Regions from separate parts of the Rattus norvegicus genome. Here region 2 is linked to region 1. A link is a contact called in public Hi-C data. All regions are on one chromosome and are shown on one strand. Each heading gives the region's core, a stretch centred on a gene start, on an enhancer-like site or on the middle of the called end of the contact. The rest is flanking DNA. Distances are from core to core; before and after follow the strand shown.

Region 1 (4,189 bases), core at 1,678-4,177:
ACAAGAAACCTAAGTGAACACGCAAACATAATTAAGTGTAATTTATCAATGTGCATGATGACTACAACTACAATTTCAGAACAGAGGAAGCTAAAGCAGGAGGAATGTCTGAGGAGGCCAACCTGAACTTCAAAAATTAATTAACTAATTAATTAAATAAATACAATTTTGTGGTCCCTTTATGAATTCTAAAACCATCAATTTTCAGCCCTCATCAATATGAAAATTAGGAACTCATTTTCTGCAATTGTTTTAAACTTAATTAGTTCTAAAGAGTAGGTGAGAAACTTTAAAATATTAATTTAAGATTAACCTGAGTCTATGGGCCTCGTACCCAAGTTCATGCAGTCTTGTCTAAAAGGTCAGCTAGAGCTCTCCAGGGAATACAAACACGTTCCGTGAGCTTCGGCTCATTCCTTATCCCATGTGTTTTAGTTAGTGTTCTCCCAGTGCTAGATTAATATGTTTAACTTAGATCTGAGAAGACTGACCCTGAAAAAGAGTCAGCATGGGCACTCAGACAAGAAACTATGATCACTTTGTGAAAATCTTGCAGATTTCCAAAGCAGTCGCTGAAAAGACTACCACAGCACACCCCCGATCCCTGAAGTACACACCAAATTAAATTACAACTTAGCAAACGCTAAGCCAGGCAAGTTTGGATATTTATTTCTTTTCTTCCCCACTTGGGAGTCCTAAAGATCCGATCCAGTTTATCCATACAACATACCCAATCAAACACTAAGATACAGTTTCACCCCTTGTTTAACTGAGACAAGTCTTGCTGTGGAACCCAGGATAATCTCAAATTTGATATCTGCTTCAACCTCCCAAACACTACAATTAATTAATTGGTTTTAAGTCCACTAAGTTCACTCTCTACCTCTAAGCTACAACCCAGATCCTCACTTGTGAATGTATGCTCTCTGTGGCCTAAACCCAAGCAAGCAGGGAAGACAGCCTTTGAATTTCTCAAACTTTCTCATTCTCTTCTACAATGAAATTGTAGAAATTTTGAAATTCTTCTAAATGTACATGGAGAAGGGGATACTTATACAAACATATTAACAGAAAAAAAAATGAACCCATCTATGTTTCACCCAAGTAGCTTCAAACAATGTTTGTAATACTTCCACTGGAAATACCCAGTTGGCACTACGCTGCCTTCCTTGTGGATTAAGAATTATTTAAGAATAAGTTCTGTGGAGGTTGGAGAGATAGTTAAGAGCACTGACTGTTGTTTCAGAGGTCCTGAGTTCAAATCCCAGCATCCACATGGCTCACAACCATCTGTAATGAGATCTGATGCCCTCTTCTGGGCACATCAGAACACTGTTATTCAGCTCTAAGAGCAAAATTCTTTGTGTCTCATTTGATAATTATCGTAATTCTTGGAGTTAAATTTGGAGTTAAATGTAATTATTCCTTTATTACAAATTGAAGAAATTAATTAGCTTACCACATCGTCTGAGCCATAACTGTAACTATAATGCAAGAGTGCATCTTCGAGCCTGAAATCTTTATCTTCATAACATAACATAATCCAATGGAAGTATTTAACGTAACCATGCAATTTAAAGGTACACTACATAAACTATGTCTCTGTGTGTGTGTATATACATGTATATATGCATATATATGTATATATATATATAAAATCTTTTGAAGTGTATTGTAATGGAAACAGACTCCTACACCTTAGAACTACATCTAAGTAGAGCTTTGCCTGTACTTAGAAGTAACAGTGTTGTGAGATTGCCAATAAAAGACACACAATGTTTAGGCAAAAGAAGAGCATCTGGACTATTTAAACAACCTATACTCTATGTCCCAACCATTTTAATAACTGATTTTCATATTTGTGGTTACACATGGATACAGGAACCCACAGAGACCCGAGGCATTGTATCCCCCAGAGCTCCAGTTACAGGCCGTGGTAAGGAGGAGGATGTGCGTGCTGAGAACTGAACTCAGGTTCTCACAAGAACACACACTTAAGCTATTCTTGGGCCCCGCGTGCAGATTTTGACTTTTCTTTTTTTTTAAAGGAAGCACTGCTGTCAATAAAAAACTCAAAACAATGTGGGGGTAAAGCAAATAAAAATGGACACCAAATTGTTTGCACCAACATTTCATTCTTTATTGTACTCAAATTTTATGCATTCATTGAACTATGTTCAAGGTAAAGACAAATTTAAAAAAAAATAACTAACTAGCTCATAACCAAGGTAAACAAAAAGAAGGGGTTACGAATAAATGCTCATTTGTAGTCCTTTGATTATTTGTAGTAACCCCCTTTGTCAGGATAGTGCCTTCAAAATATCTGGGTGCAAACTGTAAAGGAAATTCCTTCTCTGTAGCCCAGTCTCCTCCCAAAGAAAACAGATCTCTCTGCAAAGTTGTGAGATTGTTTAATTTACGGCCAGTCAGTAAACCTGACCTCTACAGCAGATTGCACTGTTAGTGAGTCATTTAACTTTTGTACATGGGCAAAGGTCCTTGAAGTAGTGGAAACCACAAAAACGGCCATGTTACTCTCTCAACTGTGGGAATACAAACTGGAGCCTGATAAACAGTAGTTCCTTCAGGGTGCTAACAACTACTGTTCTAATTTCAAGGCTAGAAACGCGACATGGGGGCTGGAGGGAGAGGTAATGAGAGGAAACAGGGAAAAGAGAGGAATGCACCCATTAGACAAAGGGTCCCAGCCTTTCCTGGCCAGTGTTCAAAGGGAAGACTGGGTAAGTTGGGGATCTCCAAAGCCAGGCTGTCAAGCACACCCGAGGGAGTTGGGGGAGGGGCTTCTGTTTCCTTACAGGGAGGGGACTCACTCCCCACAACCTTTTCACCTAAAGAGCCCTGTCTCCAGCACCGAACTAGGGACTTCTCCTCACCTGAGGCAAAAAGAGTCCTCAGTCAGCCTTTAAGTTGGGGCCAGACCCGACGCTAAAACGCGGAAGAACCTGATTTGCATATACCTAGGTCCGGAGTGGGGGAAACTTGTAAGAACGGACAGACGGGCCCTCCTCCGGAGCGACTGAGTTCTGTCTGCCTTTCGTTCCGCAGCTCCCAGCACCTACTGTAAAAAGGTGTTGTGGGTCAAGGGTTTCCAAAAGATCTTCCTGGAAAACTAAGAACTAACTTTTTTAGGTTTTTTTTGTTGTTGTTGTTGTTGTTTTGTTTTGTTTTTTTAAAGAAGAATTGTTTTGATGTCCGGCGATTTTAACTTTCAGTTTTCTGTCTACTACAAAAATACATTAATTTAGTAATGGTTCCATACACCATCCAATTTCTAACCAAAGGTGGAAATTTCAACTTTCTTAGCCCTGTACATTTTGGAAGTTTCGGTCGCCTGCCCCCACTCTTTAATTTTTGTTAAAAAGCATGAGGTTCTCTCGTCCTGTTATTATTTCTGCCAAACTCATGAGTTGACAACTGCACAAGAATTGTATTGGTTGTATTGTTAAAACCTCTCCGTTTTAATCAAATGTGGGATTCCTCAAGAGTATGGATGTTATAATTGGAACCCTGCTATAAAGTAAGTACAATGCAGAACTGAAATTACATGGATAGTATTTGGATTAGGTGTGGCTACACTTGTGACACTAAGAAGCCTATACGGTGTGGATGTCCAAACAAAACAAAAAGATGAAATGTACATATCTATTTAATAATTTACCAATATGATTTTTCAAGATGTCAAGATGAACATATTTTCAAATTAGATTAAAATATCATATTATAGTCACTTGACCTAGAAAATACTTTAAAAACAAATAGCTGAATTTTGAATTGGTTTGTTTTAAAAGACAAATATTTCCTATAGAGGTTTGTCTAACGCTTCAGTTTCCTCCCAATGAAATCAAAACAATATGTTTATATCTTATAATATGTTTTGTGAATAAAGTAATATATATATGTATATATATTGTATAGATACATAAAGAGACATAGATCCTCTGCCCTATAGCATCCTATTTTTACAGTGATATTCAATTAACAGGGATCTAAACTCCAGGAAAGAAAGGATGTTGACCTCAGTGTGTACTAATATGCTCCTAAAATCTGCAAGTTGCTTACTAAATGGAGAGTCATATAAACAACAACAATCAGATTGTACTAAATTTTTCCACAGGGCTGAGAATGTCAACTCACTTAAAAAAGGCCTGCCTAGCCAACAATACAAATA
Region 2 (4,380 bases), core at 50-2,549, 420 kb after region 1:
CGTGAGTTCGCTAGGACTGGAAGTGGAAACGTCTACAAAGCATGCAATGCCCTGGAACGGAATTCTTCTAATAAAAGATGTATCATTTTAAATGCGCGGAATTCTGATTCTGGTAATTCGTGCACTAGAGTGTCTATTTCGAGGCAGAGGAGGTATCATATGACAGCTCACGTCAAGGCAGCGTGGAGCCCTCTCGTGGACTCCCACCCACTTTCCCATTCACCGAGGAGAGGACTGCTCGCGCTGCCGCTCCCCCCACCCACCCCCGGCGAGCTAGCATGAAATCTCCCAGTCTCTGCCTAGATCAAATGGAGCTTCTCACTGAAGGCGTGCGAGTATTACCTCCGCCATGCAATTTCCACTATCAATAATTTAACTTCTTTGCTGAAGAACAGGAGTACATATCGGCCACCAAAGACTCGCCCCCCTCCCCCTTTTAACTGAAGAGAAGGGGAAATATATAGTAAGAGTCTAGAACCTTGGGGACCGGTCTTCCCCAGAGCAGCTGCCTTGATGTTTACTTTGACAAGTAGTGACTGAAAAAGGTGGGTTTCTTTTCTTTCTCTTTCCTCACCCCCCCGCCCCCCTTGGTCTGCTGGGAAGCATATGGCTTTAGTGAGGTCTGTTACTGCCTAGGCTTCCCGGCTAGAAGCGGTAACTTGATGTAATGCTATCCGGGGTTATTCATTAATAAAAAATACTGTTATTATCTTGATTGAATTCTATTAGGCAAACTCCGGAGAGGTCAGGGCGCGAACTCTGGTTAAGCTGATGTGTTTAAGGTAGCGGAGTAAACCATAACCCCGCACACTCTGTGTAGTTTCATTGTGTGTTCGCTTTTTCTAGCTCTGTGGTGCGGGAAGGTGCGGGAAGGTGTGTCTGGGGCAGGGGCGGGGGGATGCACGCCCTCTCCCACAGAACTTGGGTGTTGGGATGGGAAAGATGGGGAGAGTTGCAAACCAGGGGAGAAAGATTTGGGAGCGTGGTAGTCACACTTGTTCCCTCCTACTCTGGGGCACATTGAGGGGAGTAGGGTTCCTAGGAACCGGAATTGGACCACCCCTCCTAGCCCAGGGCACCCTGCGGAGACAGCAGAGGGCAGGCATAGAGCTTTGGGGTTAAGCAGCTGGTTCCGGGGAAATGGACAGAAGCCGGTGCAGGGGAATTAGGGATACCCCAAGGGCTTCCGAGGGCTGAATCCCGGCAAGGAAAAGGCGCGTCGTCCCCTTTAAGCAGCCGCCCCGAATGGGTATCGGTGGCGCGGCTGAGCAGGGAGGGGATAGGGGCGGCGCTGTCTGACCAATCGAAGCTCAACCGAAGAGCTAAATAATGTCTGACCCCAGTGCCTGGCGCTGGCTGAGCTCTGGGTGCCCGCCGCTGCCGCCGCGCCGGGGCGCACCCGCTGGCTGGCTGTCGCACGGTCCCCATTGCGCCCGGGACTCCCCGGCTTGGAGAAGGAAACCGCCTGGGGCGGCGCGCCACCTCCGCCTGGCAGGCTTTGATGAGACCGGGTTCCCTCAGCTCGCCACCGCTGCTTTGGGGCAGACGAGAAAGCGCACGGGGCCCAGGGCAGGGCGCAGGGACCAGGAGCGTGACAACAATGTGACTCCACTGCCGGGGATCCGAGAGCTTTGTGTGGACCCTGAGGTAGGCGACTGCGGGGCGTGGGGCTAAGCGCGAGAGCTGGAGGCGCGTGCGCCCGGGAAAGTTGGCTAGGGGACTGAGAAGTTGTGGGACCGCATAACTTCGGCTTCACCTTCGTCCCGGGACAGCGGAGGGCGGGGTTGCTCCTGAGGAGCGTTCTCCCGGGAGCCCACGACCCCGAGAGACAGCGCGACCCCGGGAATCCCTTCAGTGCGAGAGAAAAAGCCAAGGGAAGAGGACGACTTGCGCCATGGGAGCAAAGCCTGCGTCCCGGGGATCCCCGAAGTCCTCCCGCAGACGAGGAAGGGTGGTGAGAGAGATGTAGGGCAACAGCTGTCGGGGGCTCAGACGGAAGGCACCGAGTCTGGGCTGGGATGAGATCCCTTACCACAGGCTAGGCACTCTCCACGCAGATTTGGACCGGGGTGGTGTGTAGTGTAGTCCGAGAATGGGTCTTGGCGCCCTCTGCCCTCATCTCTTTTCCTGGGTATCACAACAGGCTGTTCACTGTCACCTGCTTTCTAGGGAGTATTACCAAAGCTTCTTACAAGTCCAAGGTCAACATAACTAGGAACTTGGGATCATTCTTGTCACTGGGACCTGAAAGGGTCTGCGGAACTCCAGGTCCCACAGCTTGTATCCGACCCTCTCTGTCCATCCAGCGCACCTCTTTAGGCATCCTCCAGAGGAAGTGAAAGTTTTGACTTTCATCCGGGAGTAGATTGGGTGTCTGTGGAGGATGAAGAGTCTGGTTTTGGTTTCTGGAGATGCTGGAACAGGATGGGGAATGGATGAGCGACCTAAGCGTAAAAAGAAATAGCTGAGGATGCCAGCTTTGTGCTTGATGACAAGGAAGAAGGGGAAAATGCTGCCCGGGGGGTTCCCCCGGGGCTTCTGGGGGTTGAGCCACAGGCTGTGGGTTTGAACTGGTGTTTTAGTGAAAACAATTCGTGAGTTGGGGGTGGAGCCTGGACTAGGAAACGGAGTATGGGGACTTGGGGGTTGGGGGAGCCGGAGGAAGAGAGGGAGGATCCAAAGAAGAGGGAGAAGAGGGCCAGGAGAGCTGAGCTAGGAAGGTAGAGGGTGCCCTCTTCTGGCCACACTGGCAAGAGTAGCTACTGGGGCTCGTCGGATGGGGGTGGGGAAATGTTTTAGGGGCAGTTTTGCTGGTCTTTAAGGGGGTTGTGAGGAAAAACTTGTTGAATGGTGTTCCGAACCAGCTTCCTGAGATGTGCGGTTGGGTTCGGAATTTTAACTTGTTACGTTTCTTTCCTTGAGTTGCCGGAGTGCTTTGAGAAATAACATTGACGAGGTGCTGGGCTTTTCTGGAACTTACTTGAGGGTCTTCCTGGCATCCTGAAATATCCGCGCTCTTCAGCGTCAACAACAACCAATGAACTTTTTTCCTCTCTCACAAGAGTTCAGGATGCTCTTGGCTAGAAGCATATTTCTGCCTGTTTATTAAGCCTTCTAGAAGTTTATTAAGCCTTCTTTTTTTTTTTAAACGGTGTGTGATTAAGAACAGTCATTGTAATCTAATTGTATATAAATGGCTAAATGAGTCCCCCTTCCCAACAACTGGATCAACTTACTGAAAATATACCCCTCTTTTAATTCTTCTTCAAAAATCGATTCTTTTATACATTAGTTATAAGGTCAAAACCCATTTTGAGCCTATAATTGATTTTGTTTTGTTTTCTTTTGCTGCATTATTTATTTATTTATTTTATTTACGGGTTTGATTCTTCTAAGCATCCGGGCCCCTCTAAGATTGCGACACTATTTTCAGGTCGGAGGTATCTGAGGCTAGAACAAGAGCGGTTCAAGCTGTTACACATAATAGGCTTAATCGGGTGCACAGAGGATGGAATAACATTAGGGAGTTTTAAAAATAATTACTGCCGTTCCCTGATTTTTCATAAGGTTTGGATGTTTTGTTTTGTACCGCCTGCCCCCCCCCACTCCCCACTCCCGAAAGCAAGAAAAAGGACAGAGACACTTGTTGAAACGTAATCTCTAGTGGAATTTGAAATATGGTAGTTACCATTATTGGAATTCCAGAATCATAAAGTTGTTTTCTGTTCTTCTTCCATGTTATCTTGTAAAATGGGATAAATATTGGTAAATATTCATAGTAAATATGACACAGAACTCATGTTGTATAGAGAACTGTTTTAGGTCACTAAAATTTTCCTGTTTATAGAGGATTTAGGAAGAAAGAAATAATTTCCAGATAAACAAGACTGTTGTACATGACGTACACATCTTGAAGCATTAGACCATTGCAGACATACTTAGACACAACATTTTTTAAAACAGTAATTTTTCACATACTTCTAGAGTCTCTCACAGCCCCATGAAGAGCTAAGTTCGTAGTTTGAAGTCATGTTTGTCCTAGGGTGCTACTTGAGGTCATTCGAAAGGATTGTAAACCTCTATGTGTCTAGAAATTAAAGCATTTAGGAAATCTGTCTTAGGATGCCTTGGAAGTATGTACCTTTTACTTGCAAACAAGAGGAACCTAGAAAGTGATCATTTGCCTAGACTGCTGCCACGCTCACTTCAGAACACTTCTATGCTGTGTAAATTGGTTGCTTAAATCTCCTAAAGGTCCCAAGAGAGAAAAGGAGCTGGGTTATTTCTAGTTCATTTTGACTTGCTGGGAGGGAGGAATCATATTAAGTGTAAATGCAAATTTATAATATCCTAGCACAAAGCCTTGGATTTTCTTTTAAA

Evidence for each region. A called contact is a pair of places that touch in the nucleus more often than the background predicts.
Region 2: a Hi-C map of the A7r5 cell line shows a contact between it and region 1, with 5 times the contacts expected there. The contact joins the promoter of Bdnf here to the promoter of Mettl15 in region 1. A contact is called at or near these places in 2 of 12 Hi-C or Micro-C datasets (the A7r5 cell line and Schwann cells) and 1 of 1 datasets of contacts at active chromatin or transcription factors (oligodendrocytes).

What each region holds. Positions count from the first base shown.
Region 1 is chr3:116,214,168-116,218,356 of GRCr8, forward strand. It overlaps Mettl15 (methyltransferase 15, mitochondrial 12S rRNA N4-cytidine), which reads right to left and starts at 2,928. Exons shown (of 5, transcript NM_001024981.1): 1 at 2,895-2,928.
Region 2 is chr3:116,637,653-116,642,032 of GRCr8, forward strand. Bdnf (brain-derived neurotrophic factor) reads left to right here and starts at 1,300. Exons shown (of 2, transcript NM_001270630.1): 1 at 1,300-1,647. The coding sequence starts at 1,330.